Regions from separate parts of the Mus musculus genome. Here all the other regions are linked to region 3. The links are chromatin contacts, called in public Hi-C, HiChIP or PLAC-seq and promoter capture Hi-C maps. All regions are on one chromosome and are shown on one strand. Each heading gives the region's core, a stretch centred on a gene start, on an enhancer-like site or on the middle of the called end of the contact. The rest is flanking DNA. Distances are from core to core; before and after follow the strand shown.

Region 1 (2,894 bases), core at 260-2,759, 450 kb after region 3:
GGGAGCAGGATCTAAATTGAAGGACCCAAGTAGTGGACATGCCCTTCCTAATTCCAAGTCAGCAGCAACTAGCCTTGCTCCCTGCATTGCCACTAAGGCGGAACCCACCACCTGCTGGTGGGCGTCCCCCTTCAAGCAGAGTTGGAAAAAGAAGCAGATGGACCAAGGCGAGGCCCATCTGTCCAAGCTTGCTAGAAGGTCAACACTGCCACTGGGGTGCCTGTTGCTACTGCCAGCCAGCCTCCACTACACCAAAGGTTGTGGGGCTTCTTGCCAGCAGTGTGCCCCCCAATTAACGTGCCTTTCAGTTGCCAGGGTTCAGGCCCATGTGCCCACAGAAAGGAACATTAGTAGGAGCAGTGCATGGCCTGAGGTTTACAGTCCCCCTACATCCAGGCCCGACCTCCCTGGAGGTCAGTCAGCATCCTGACATCCACATGGATGCCTGGGGGTTAGAAGGGACTGGCAAGCGCAGAGGGTTCATCCAGAGTCTCCCACGCGGCCACAGCTCCCCAGTCCTGCACCCAGGCCAGGCCCGCGCCCGCCCGACCGCAGAAGCGTGGGGGTGGGTGTGCGTCGGGAGAGGGCGCCGCGGGGAGCGCCACCCTCCAAAGCCTGCAGGAGAGGCCCAGGAAGGCTGCCATCCACTAACCCAAAGCTCTCTCTGATCCTCCACCCCTACAGCCCGGCTGGGCCAGGGCAGCTGCTAAGATTACTCTCAGGCATTAGCCCCACCTTCACGACCCACCAAGGTCTTCCGTCGCACCCAGCGAGCCTGACCGTGCCTAGCCAGATGTGGCCCCAGGCCCTCCCGGTCTTTGGCGACTCAGCGCATCAGTCCTTGGAGCGACAACCATCTTCACATCCCAGGTCACGGAGGAAAAAAAACAAAAAACAAAAAACGTGTCCACTGACACTGGACCGAGCCCACCGCCCCTAAAAAAAAGTGTTCCTGTATGAGACATGGAAAAACCTGGACTAGGGTTCTGCAGTGGGGGTTAGCAAACCGTGAACCTCAGCTCCATAAGACCCCTGAGCGCCAGAAAGGGGCAGGGCCGAGGCCGTGAAGGACCCTCGCCCCCCACCCGCCACCGGCCAGCGCTGCAAAGGCCACCGCGTCTCAGCTCCCGCAGGCCCCCGGCTCCGCTCACCCTCGATGGAGATGACGTGCTCCCGGATCTGGTTCTGCAGCGCCAAATCCTCGATTCGCTCGATCAGGTCGTAGATGGCGTAGATGTTGGGGTGTACCGACTCGAAGCGTTGGATCTCGGCTCGGATAGCGGCCGAGTTGGAGAGCGCGAACTGCTGGGGGGGGCCGCCAGCCAGCTGCTGCGAGGGGCCGCCACCCCCGGCTCCGGGCCCCGCGCCGCCGAACTGCCCGCCGCCCCCCGCGCCGCCGCCGCCGCCGCCGCCGGTCCCCGGAGCCGCCAGGCTCTGCTGCTGCTGAGGACTCTGGCCCCCGCCTGCCTGGAAGTTCATGGCTCCGGAGGCGCGGGCCCCGAAGCGGGCCCAGCCAGGGCCTGGGGCGGCGCGGCGGCGGCGGCGGCGGCAGCGACCAGGCGCGCGGGGCTGGCGGAACCCTAACTACTAAGCGCGCGGCGCCGGTCTAGCGCATGAGGCCCGGAGCCGAGGCCAGAAGGCGCGGCCGCGCACGCTGGGGCCGCCGCCCGGCGTTTACCCGCGCTGAGATCCCGCCGCCTCGGAGCTGCCTCCAGCGGCAACAACAACGGGACCGGGAGCGCGCGGCCCGGGCCCTCCCCCCGCGTCATGCGCACGCACCGCCGCCCCCGCCGGCTCCGGCACACGCAGCCTAGCCCCCTCCCAGCCGCCCCCGCCCCTCCAGCGTCGCCCTGCGCCCCCGCCCCTCCTCTCTCGCAAGCGCCTTAGCCTCCACCCCCAAGAACCGCGTGCTGGCCGCGACGCGCGGCCCCACCCACCCGCGTAGGCCCTTCCGCCCGCTAACCCGCCCCAAAGCTAGACAGAAGCCTCGAGGGCCTCCCGCCTGGGGACACGATCACGCTGTCCCCACGTCCGGCCAGCTGTCATTGCTACCTCTCTACGTCGCTCTAGGCCCGTGTGGAATCCTTGGGCTACTCAGAACTGTTCTCTGTGCCTGAGGGTGCTGATAAGTGGGACTGATTGGCGGAGAAGCTCGCCCAGGGGCGCCACCCTCTTTCTTTTAGTGCTGCAGCAGCTCCTCTGTCTCCAGGCCTCGAGGTCAGCCCTAGGGATCTTGCCAGGGTTCTCTTCCCTGGCTCTCTGCCCCCGACCCCGGCCCCCGGGCCCCCAGTCTCCACTGTCGACTGCACCTGAGAGACTGGGACGGGCTCCCCGTTCCTATGTCCAGTTCTCTCTGAGAGTTTCACTCAAGAGACCCTGCAAGCTTGAAACAACAGCGTCCCAATTCTTATCTCCCAGTGACAGCCCTCTCCCAAAAGACCCTCCCTGCCATACTGAAAAGGGCCCATTGGTTCATTACAGAAACTCAGCAGAACCCACATGGGTCTCATAATTTTTCTTGACAGACCTTGTCTTTTCTTGATAGACCCTGTCTATCCTATGCCTTCCTAGGGCCAGAGATCACCCTTCAGTGTCCCAGTTCTTCTGTATTCCCATTATCAAAGTTGTCTTCAGCTGTGTTAACCCACATCCCCAACACAGATCCTCAAACCTGGAGGTGGCATGTGCAAGGGAATGACCCTGTGGAATAAATCTGCTAGAGGATGCCAGGTATCATGATGTACACGTTAGCCCAGCACAGGGGCCATACAGTAGGAGGATTAGTTCAAGGACAGCCTGAGCTTAATAGGGAGTTCAAAGCCAACCTGGGCTATATATGACCTTTTTTTAAAAAACAAACAAACAAAAAACCCAAAACCAGCTGAATCTGAGTA
Region 2 (2,961 bases), core at 308-2,807, 510 kb after region 3:
CCTTCCTTCCCAGTGTTGGGATTAGAGGCTTGAGTCACTATGCCTTCTGTGTAATTATTATTTTTGTTTTAACTCCTCCACTGGGCTGTGGTTTCTTGGTGGGAGTGGCTCTGACTCATACCCGTTCCCCTCCACGCGAGAAAGGCACGCTATTGTCCACTGTCCACCAGGGGGTGCTGTTTCTAGCTCACATTTACTCTCTGGTAATCCATCTGGACATTTGAACATTGTTATGTTACTAGTATCATTGTCATTTATTGGTGGTGCTTCCGGGACTCAATTTTTCTTGAGCTGAGGGTCGCAAAGTCATGCTCTGGAATGAGCAGAGTGAAACTAGACAGAGCAATGAGCCAGAATTTGCTTGAGTTTGGGGCTGAGGAGATAAGGATGTGTGTAGAGGTAGTCTTAAGCAAGTATATACTATATGTGAGTAATGTCAGAGGGAGGTACCAGCTAAAGCCACACTTAACCTCTCTCTCTCTAGAGGTCTCAGAAAGATCATGGGAATTTCCTGCCACCGGGGTACCCCCCCACGCCCACTTCCTTGGGATTCCATTTTGCCACAAAGCATAGCTTTGCACCTTACCTAGACACAAAAGTATGGGAGTCATGAACTCTTGTTATATAAGAAAATCAGGCAGTCTGGGATAAACCTGTGGGATGTTCCATGGATGTCCTCCACGCTCCTCCAGGAAATGCTCTAGGAAGCACAGTTTTCCTCTCCGCCTCTGAGATACTGGCTTGATCGCTGGAGGCCCTGACACCTGCTCCATAAGTCAATATCTCAGGCATGGGCTTCAGTAGGGCAGTTGGTGACTCATGGCCTTGGGAATGGCGTTGGGCAAGCCATCAGACCAGCCACCTGGGCCTCCTCCTCCCGGGTGAGGCAACAACAAAGAACTCAACTGAGCCAGTCCATCCCCACACACCCAAATTATCCTCTCAAGGCCCCTGCCTTCCTGCGCTGACGTGTCTCAGGAGGCCCCGACACCAGGTCAGGACTGGAGGAGAGTACATCAGGGTTCAAGAGGATAAGGAAGATACAGTGGAACTCTCAAGGAACCAGCCTTTTTTCCTTAAGCTCCAATCTAGGATGGCTAGCACTCCTTCCTTTTACTCCTTGTTTTCTCCTGGCTAACCACAAAGTCTGCCCTCTTTCATTCAGAGAAAGAAAATATACAGCTTTTTTTTTTTTTTTTTTTTTTTAAGATAGGGTCAGATGTTGCCCAGAACAGCTTCAGTCTCCTGATCCCGCTACTCTGTCTCCTCCTAAGTGCTGGGAAATCTGAATGCACCTCCTGTTTGGGCATGTGGCCTTAAATCATTCTCTACTGACTGGTGCCCACAGGTGTGAAGGGATGGGAGTGCAATTGTAGGAACGAGAGCTTCACTATTTTGTCTGCACATGCTAGAGCCCTCTGATAGGATTTTGCTCTCTGTGCATATTATTTTTGTTGCAGCTGCCCTGTCTTTGCCACTTGTGCCCTTGAGGACTGAAAGCAGAGATCATAGGTGTCTCTTCTAATCCCAATAGCTCTTGAGCCCCTGCCTCCTAAACTGGTGTCCGTCCCAGGCATGGGGCTTGGGCCCCAGGTTGCCTTGCAAGGAGTGTGAGTGATCACACAGGTGGCTGAGGGTTGGCATGCCTGAGGCCTGCCCAGCCTGAGTCACCTAGTGCTGTTGTTGTCCTGCTCCTTGTTGAAGTCTCCGCTCAGCTTCACTGACCTCTGTGGAAACAACAGCAGTCCAGTCCCTTCAACCTCTCAAGAGAAGCTGCGGCCTGATGGTGAGACGAACGGGGTGGGGGGGGAGCAGGAGGCAACGGGGGCGGTGGGGAGACTTGGGGCCCAGCTCAGTGCCTCTGCTCCCTATGGCACTGCCACTGCCTGCTTCTCCATGCCGGGGAACTGGGGGAAGGAGGATCTCTGTCTTCTCTCTGTCCCCTGCCCCTCGCACAAGAAGCTGCTCCTCTTCAGTGTTCCCTCCGGCCTCAGGGTCTCCCTGCCTGGTGATTCAGGAGGCAGGGGCTTCTCAGACTCCACACAATGTCTTACCCACCCCGACCACACCCTCAACGCAGGCCCATCCCACAATGATACACACCTCTGCTTCCCCCTCGTGGGGGTCCCACTCCACCCCACCCCTGGCCTCGGCCACTCCCCCTCCCTCCTGCCCGCGCCCCCAGGACCATCCTGGGCTGCGGATGGGCCCTCTGATCCCTGAGCAGGACTATGAACGGCTAGAGGACTGTGACCCTGAGGGGTCTCAAGACTCCCCTATCCATGGGGAGGACCACCAACCCTTGCTTCATGTACCCGAAGGACTCCGCGGTGAGTGTGTGGGTATATGGAAGGTTGGGTGGGTTAGGGGGTCGAGGCAGGTTTGGGTTTGATAGAGAAATTAATCACAAATGGGACAATGCCAAGTCTTGACACTGTTTCTCTGTGCCCAGGTTCCTGGCATCACATCCAGAACCTGGACAGTTTTTTCACCAAGATATCCTTTGTGCCCAGCATGCAGAGGGGCATGGTGGGGGGACTGTGGAGCAGGGAAGAGTGGGGGAAGTTTCTACGGGAAGAGTCCGTAGGCTTAGGCAAATTTCTTGACAAACTTGCCACATCTACAGCTATCATCAGCGGAATGGCTTTGCCTGTATCCTGCTGGAGGATGTCTTCCAGCTGGGGTGAGAAGCCAGTCCTATCCCTAAGCTCTGCTCTTTCTTCTTGATTTTAGTATTTATTCTACTTTATTGATTTTTTGACCCAGGGTCTCATGTATCCTAGGCTAGACTTGAATTCCTGTCCCTCCTGCCTCCACTTCCTATGTGCTAGAATTACAGGCACAGTACTGTACCCAGTTTACGTGGTGCCGGAGATGAAATCCGGGGCTTTATATGCTAGGCAGACTCTGTCAACTGAGCTATGCCCCAGCTCTTCTTTTCAGTTTTAGGCTTGGTTGGGG
Region 3 (2,897 bases), core at 258-2,757:
AGACTTGCCTAAAGGCCAGTATGATAGAGGTATTTTCTCAATTTAGGTTCCCTCTTCCCAGGTAACTCCAGCTGGTGTCAGGTAGCCAAAAAAAAAAAAAAAAAAAAAAAAACAAAAAACAAAACAAAAAACTAGACAGCAAAAAATGCAGATCTAAACTCAATCCCCAGCACCCACATATAAAAATCTGGTAATATATAATCATGGTAATATAGGTTTGTAATCCCTGCACACTGGGGAAGCGTAGACAGGCAGATCTCTGGAGCTTACTGGCCAACCAGACGAGATGAATTGCCAAGATTCACTGTAAGAGCCTATCTCAAAAACTAAGGTGGAGAGCAATGGAAAAAGACATCCAGTAGCCACCTCTGGCCCTTACCCATACATGCACCCAAACATGCATGCTTACATGAATGTGCGCGCGCGCACACACACACACAGAGCGTGTGAGAGAGAAATCGCGAGCACCAGAGCGAGCAGGGACCACTCTGGGAAAGTAAAACATCTCGGAGCTCAGGCCCTGGCGTGTGAAGACTTGGCTGCCTTTCCTTGGGTAATCAATCCACAGAGCTCCTGAAGCTTTGTTTTAGTATTGCTATCACTATGGGTTGTATCTGCCAAACACAGGCCTGGCGCTTGGTAACCACTTGCTTGCTTTCCATTCCTCCTTGGAAGTCAGACTCCAGAGCATCCAATAACCAGTGTACCAAAAAAAAAAAAAAAAAAAAAAAAAAAAAAAAAAAAAAAGGGGGAAAGAAAACAAACAAAAAACTGTGCCCACTATTCTTACCTGGTGGGAGGGAATTGCCTAAAGGGAGTGAAGATGGGTTCTCTGTGGAGATGGCACACCTTGGGCACTGCAGCAGTCTGGCCCTCCGTGGCGTCACCATACATGAACAGGTGCACAGTTTCTATGTGGTATTAAATTTTCATGAGGATGGAGAATCCAGGGAGGCACTGAGAGCCTATGAAGCCTTTCCTTCTCCCTAGAATCTCGGGGCTTTTAAAAGTGAGCCTCTGCAGAGTCAGCCTGCCGGTTTGTTGGCTGTGACATGAGGGGTGCTGACCTCTGGTGGTAGACATGTCAAAGTGACAGGTTCAGAAGGTCTGTCTGTGCTCTCTGAACTCTGACCTTCTCTGGCTGAGTTTATAGGCCAGGGATAAATTGATTCTTGACCACAAGAATAATTAAGATTGTATGAAATATCTGTAGTAGAAAACTTCCTGCCTAGCTTACCCTGTATTTAACATATTGCCACATGTTTTAGTATATCCAAAGTCAGGTTCAAACATATCCTAACGGTGTCCTAGGCTTAAGAAGGTACAGGAGTTGTCCTGTGGACTGTGCTTTGGAAGGTGTCTGCACCCCAGAAGTTTCTGGAATGAAATTTTAGTCCCCGTGTAACGTGGAAAGGAGATGTATCGTCTCCCAGGTATTGATTGGTTCTTCCTAGGCATCCTGGAAAGGATGAAGCCAGCCTCCCCGCTGTCTGGCTTCTTCTCTGTCCATAGAGCCACACCCTCTTGTACCGGCTGCTGTGTGATGCTCCCCCCCCACCCCCCATTATGACACAGCCAGTAGGACACTCAGCACACATAAACGCTATGCTCCTTAGGTCTTCCCGCTACCAAAATCATGAGCCAAGTAAATAGCTGTGTATTTTGTCCAAGAAGCAAAATCAGGCTAAGACAGACAGGAAAAGGTCGTGTTACCTAAAAGGAAAAAAAAAAAAAAATACCTGACTGGTTTAAACAAACAGGAAAGTGCATAGAGTGGTTGGATAGCAAGAAGTGGAACATATCACCAGCCTTGGCAAGTGCATGGAACCAAGTAGAAAGTCATTAGGAACCAAGGTAACACCTCCCATCACTCTGCTAGGGACTCGTGAACTTCCCTCCAGAAGACTGTCTTTCTACTTTATAGGCACCCCACCAGGGTCCAGGCCCCATCACTATCCAAATGGAACTCCATCCCACTCGCCAGAGTCCTGGGCCTGTCTCTGACCTTTGTGGCTTCCAGCTTCACCTGTCAGGTGTAAACAGGAACGGTGTTGATTGTCCAGCAGCACTGGAAAAATTGGAAAAGCATTTTTAATGTTCTCTTCTCCTAGATCTTTTGATGACTACTAGCATATACTGTGGAACTATGCTGAGTCTCAGATAACCCTAAGGCACAAAGCATTACACACACACACCCTGGGTCATAGAAGAGCAAAGTCAGAAGAGAAGAGGTGAGCCTGGCAGTGGTGCCTTTAATCCCAGCACTTGGGAGGCAGAGGCAGGTGGATTTCTGAGTTCAAGGCCAACCTGGTCTACAGAGTGAGTTCCAGGACTGCCAAAGATACACAGAGAAACCCTGTCACGGGGGTGGGGGGAGGGGGGGAAGAGGTGAAGTGCCCTCTTTAAGATGGCATATAACATTCCAGAGACTCCCCTAGAGTCAAGCCCATGTTGGAGGCCAATGTGAGGTCATCTTCCTTTCAGAAGATTACCATGGTCTCCTCTTTATTCTTTACTCCAATTCTGCCCTGCATCCAAACTTGCCAAGGTTAGCACAAACTTATCTTCCCCAAATCCAGTGGCCAGCAGTCAACCCTCGTCCCCATCTTAACCTGGAGTCCACAGAGTTGCCCCGTGCCCTCTTCTCAACGCTCATCCTTAATCTCTAAGGCATGGCTGGAGAGGTGGCTTGGTCCCTGGTGGGTTCCCCACCATAGCTGGTTGTAGATACCCTCTGTGGTTCTTTCTCTTCCCTTTGCAGCCAGTGTAACATGGCGTGACTCACAGCTCCATGCAGTCATCCTTCCTAACTGAATGGAAGAAACCAAATGTTCCTGTGGCTCTATCTGAGGCCTACTTACCTTCACACTGGTCCTCACCTAAGAGAGTGCTCACTC
Region 4 (3,009 bases), core at 359-2,858, 480 kb after region 3:
CCAGGCACAGCCCGACACCGCCGACACCGCCGGCGCGGCCTTCCGGCTGTTCCCCCCCCCCCGCCACCCGCGGCGAAGCTCCGGGCTCGCCTTCTCTTAGCTTTAGTGAGCCACCTCTGTGAGGAAAGAAGCCAGCTTTACGTTGGGGATCGAGGGCGTGGAGTAGGCCAGGAAATTGAGATGCAGGGAGTCGAACTACAGATTTTTTGACGTTAAGGTTCTGCAGAGCCCCCGCCCAAATAACACCACTGAAACACCAAGAAAGCCCCGGTGTCTGCTTGAGAGAACGGGTGGCAGGCGAATGTGGAGTAATGAGTGGGTGGGGTTGGGTGGCCAAGACCCTGAACTGATGGAAAACAAGACAACTTGTTGAAGATTCCTCCCTTTCGCTAGAACTACCTCCGGGCTAAATGGAAACCTATTCATAGCTGACACCTCTATTTGAAAGACCCTTGCGTGTCATCATGTTTTCTCAACTAAGTTATCAATTATTTCAGATAAAGAATACACTTTATGCGTCTTCAGTCTGCCACGTGGGTAAATCACAATATTGTTTATGCAAAAGCACTCAGATTTAAGTGAGTTAATTGACAAACGGTTAGCGCCTACTCTGGTTCCGCGCTGAGGAATGCTGTTTGGGGCCATTTTCGCCCGGTTCACAGCCCTCAAGAATGCAATCATGAGACAATTAGAGAGTAGTGCAAGAAAATCTATAATCAACTCCTTTATAGGATGAGGTAAAGGCTGCTTGCTCCAAGTGTAGCAACTGTCTGTGGTCTTGTCTGTTGAGGGAAGTAACTGACCTGCCAGTCTTCGTGGGCCACACCCTGGCTGACTCCAGTGGGCCTGCTCTGAAGACTGGGATCTGGGGGACACCCAGGCTCCAGTCAGCTGGCCTCGGCATGTCAAAGTGGAGCCGCTGGAGTCCGGTGGGTTTCGAGACGATAAAATGGGCCCAGCAGAAAGAGGGGACTCTGGCGTGTGTCCTTCCACTCAAATCCAGACTCTAACGGGGCACACCTGTCTCGCTGCCCAGCCCTGTGGTCAGCTGGTCCCTGTGAGGTCATCAGCAGTAAGACATCGCTCAGAATCATTCCCCAATCAGTCCTGGGGTCACCAGGTGGCCTAGGAGAGGTGAAAACTAGTGCTGAAGCTGTCAGGAGGTCGCTGGTGACTCAAAACACCCAACCAGGTCAGAGCCGGGCCAACAGCGCTCGGGATCTAGGCCGTCAAACGCAAACTTCAAGCAGAGAGCACCCCACCCCCACCCTCACTGTATTCTGGAACGCGTAGTCCCGGAGAGGCCCTTTTCTGGAAGGCTGTGAGCACAGAAAAGGAATAATAACAAGAGCGGGGCACACTGGGAGCCTCCGCGCCTTGGCGGAGACGCCCGACACGCGATGCTTCCTGGGAGTTGAAGTTTAAGGTTTGCCTCCGCGATGGAAACGAGTCCCTGGAGTTGATCGCTGCAGAGAGCCCGAGCGCAGCCTGTTGGACTTTGTAGTCCGCGTGTCCTCCGCCACAGGCATTCTTGGGAACTATGGCTTCCCCGGGACTACAAGTCCCAGATGCCAGTGCGTGGTGAGCAGGTGGGCGGGGCTGGAGCTGTGAGTACCACCTCCTCTGCAACGCCAGGGCCGGGAGTCTTAGAACCGAGGGCCCGCAGGGGTCCCCGCGGCCGCTGCAATGCAGAAATACGAGAAACTGGAGAAGATTGGGGAAGGTAATGGAACCACGAGATGTTCCTGCAAGGTCTTTTTCTGAAGACCCTACTTGCAGTCCCAGCTCCCTTACCGTCAGCTATACCGGCAGGCTCCGACCTCAGCACTAGCCAAAAGCCCTGGCCGCTGAGTCCCTCACCCAGTGCAGAAACGAACCCTGTGTTAGCATCTGCGGCAAACTCTTGCTCTTAGCCTTAGCAATCTCTGTGGACCAGCCTTCCTAACCGCGGCACTTCCTGCATTTCTCGTCCCTAGCCCCAGCATCACTTGCAAACCTCACCTGGGATTCCTGCTTCAATTCATTGCAGAACCTCCAACCTTAACATTTTTGCAGGCCTTCGTTCCTCCCCTAGGTGACTCCTCGATACCCCCCGACCCTACCCCCGACCCGGGAGTTTATGGCAGATTCTCCCTGCAGCTGAAGCCTTGAGTTATTTTAGGCACCTTCTCCTTGGCATCCTCACTCACAAAACTACTCCACATCTGGCCTTTGCCCTGAGAACTTACCCTTACACACTAAGATATTGAGAAGGATCCTCTCCCTCACCCCCAACCTTCCTCTAGGCACCTATGGAACTGTGTTCAAGGCTAAAAACCGGGAAACTCATGAGATTGTGGCTCTGAAGCGTGTCAGGCTGGATGATGACGATGAGGTAGGCCTAGGGCCTGGGAGGGAGGGGGGGTCTAAAGTCTGTCTTGGGTTTCGTGTAACTATTACCCCCTTGCATGTTGTAGGGTGTGCCAAGTTCAGCCCTCCGGGAGATCTGTCTACTCAAAGAACTGAAGCACAAAAACATTGTCAGGTAGGATAGAACCTCCTTATTAGACTGGGCTGGTATTGGGATGTTAGAGGCCAACTTGGAGATGTGGCTAAGCCTTTCATTTTCCCTAGGCTTCATGATGTCCTGCATAGTGACAAGAAGCTGACACTGGTTTTTGAGTTCTGTGATCAGGTGAAAGAGGGGCTTGGGGGGGGGCGGGGCATATTTATCATGGGAGGGTATAGGAGTCCAGACTAAGGTTGAACTCGGTCCTCTTCTCCTCACTGCAACCTCTATTTAGGACCTGAAGAAATATTTCGACAGCTGCAATGGTGACCTGGACCCTGAGATTGTGAAGGTGAGAGGAAAGATGTCTAGGGATTTGTGGCACCTGGGTATGCCTATATAAATATCAGCACTCTTTGACTGCCAGGTTGGGGCGCTGGGGTACCAGGGGAACCCTGTTTCTGCCTACCAAGGACTACTTGCCTTGGTGAACGTTATTTATGTGATTGCCTTTGATTTGC

What was found. Hi-C and Micro-C count contacts between places; a contact is called where the count stands out from the background. HiChIP or PLAC-seq counts read pairs in DNA pulled down with a chosen protein or histone mark. Capture Hi-C pulls out chosen DNA fragments and counts their contacts.
Region 1: a promoter capture Hi-C map of liver shows a contact between it and region 3, with 2.9 times the contacts expected there. The contact joins the promoter of Agap3 here to the promoter of Prkag2os1 in region 3. A contact is called at or near these places in 2 of 39 promoter capture datasets (cranial neural crest and pre-B cells), 4 of 484 Hi-C or Micro-C datasets (CD8 T cells, centroblasts, embryonic stem cells and 1 more), 1 of 115 datasets of contacts at active chromatin or transcription factors (memory CD8 T cells) and 1 of 9 other capture datasets (liver).
Region 2: a contact with region 3 is called in a FOXA1 HiChIP or PLAC-seq map of pancreatic cancer cells. The contact joins the promoter of Atg9b here to the promoter of Prkag2os1 in region 3. A contact is called at or near these places in 1 of 39 promoter capture datasets (liver), 2 of 484 Hi-C or Micro-C datasets (CD4 T cells and embryonic stem cells), 3 of 115 datasets of contacts at active chromatin or transcription factors (embryonic stem cells, memory CD8 T cells and pancreatic cancer cells) and 2 of 9 other capture datasets (adipose tissue and liver).
Region 4: a contact with region 3 is called in a Hi-C map of memory CD8 T cells, with 6 times the contacts expected there. The contact joins the promoter of Cdk5 here to the promoter of Prkag2os1 in region 3. A contact is called at or near these places in 8 of 484 Hi-C or Micro-C datasets (CD4 T cells, CD8 T cells, double positive thymocytes and 3 more), 2 of 115 datasets of contacts at active chromatin or transcription factors (memory CD8 T cells and regulatory T cells) and 3 of 9 other capture datasets (adipose tissue, liver and pancreatic islet).

What each region holds. Positions count from the first base shown.
Region 1 is chr5:24,450,792-24,453,685 of GRCm38.p6, reverse strand. Agap3 (ArfGAP with GTPase domain, ankyrin repeat and PH domain 3) reads right to left here and starts at 1,509. Exons shown (of 18, transcript NM_139153.2): 1 at 1,152-1,509. The coding sequence starts at 1,479.
Region 2 is chr5:24,390,739-24,393,699 of GRCm38.p6, reverse strand. It overlaps Atg9b (autophagy related 9B), which reads left to right and starts at 1,557. Exons shown (of 14, transcript NM_001002897.3): 1 at 1,557-2,330; 2 at 2,453-2,496; 3 at 2,619-2,683. The coding sequence starts at 1,784. It also overlaps a transcript of Abcb8 not described here.
Region 3 is chr5:24,901,179-24,904,075 of GRCm38.p6, reverse strand. Prkag2os1 (protein kinase, AMP-activated, gamma 2 non-catalytic subunit, opposite strand 1) reads right to left here and starts at 1,507. Exons shown (of 7, transcript NR_040684.1): 1 at 1,238-1,507; 2 at 791-911. The region is part of intron 5 of Prkag2 (protein kinase, AMP-activated, gamma 2 non-catalytic subunit); the gene reads left to right.
Region 4 is chr5:24,422,163-24,425,171 of GRCm38.p6, reverse strand. Cdk5 (cyclin-dependent kinase 5) reads left to right here and starts at 1,608. Exons shown (of 12, transcript NM_007668.4): 1 at 1,608-1,723; 2 at 2,286-2,374; 3 at 2,457-2,524; 4 at 2,614-2,674; 5 at 2,784-2,840. The coding sequence starts at 1,687. It also overlaps a transcript of Slc4a2 not described here.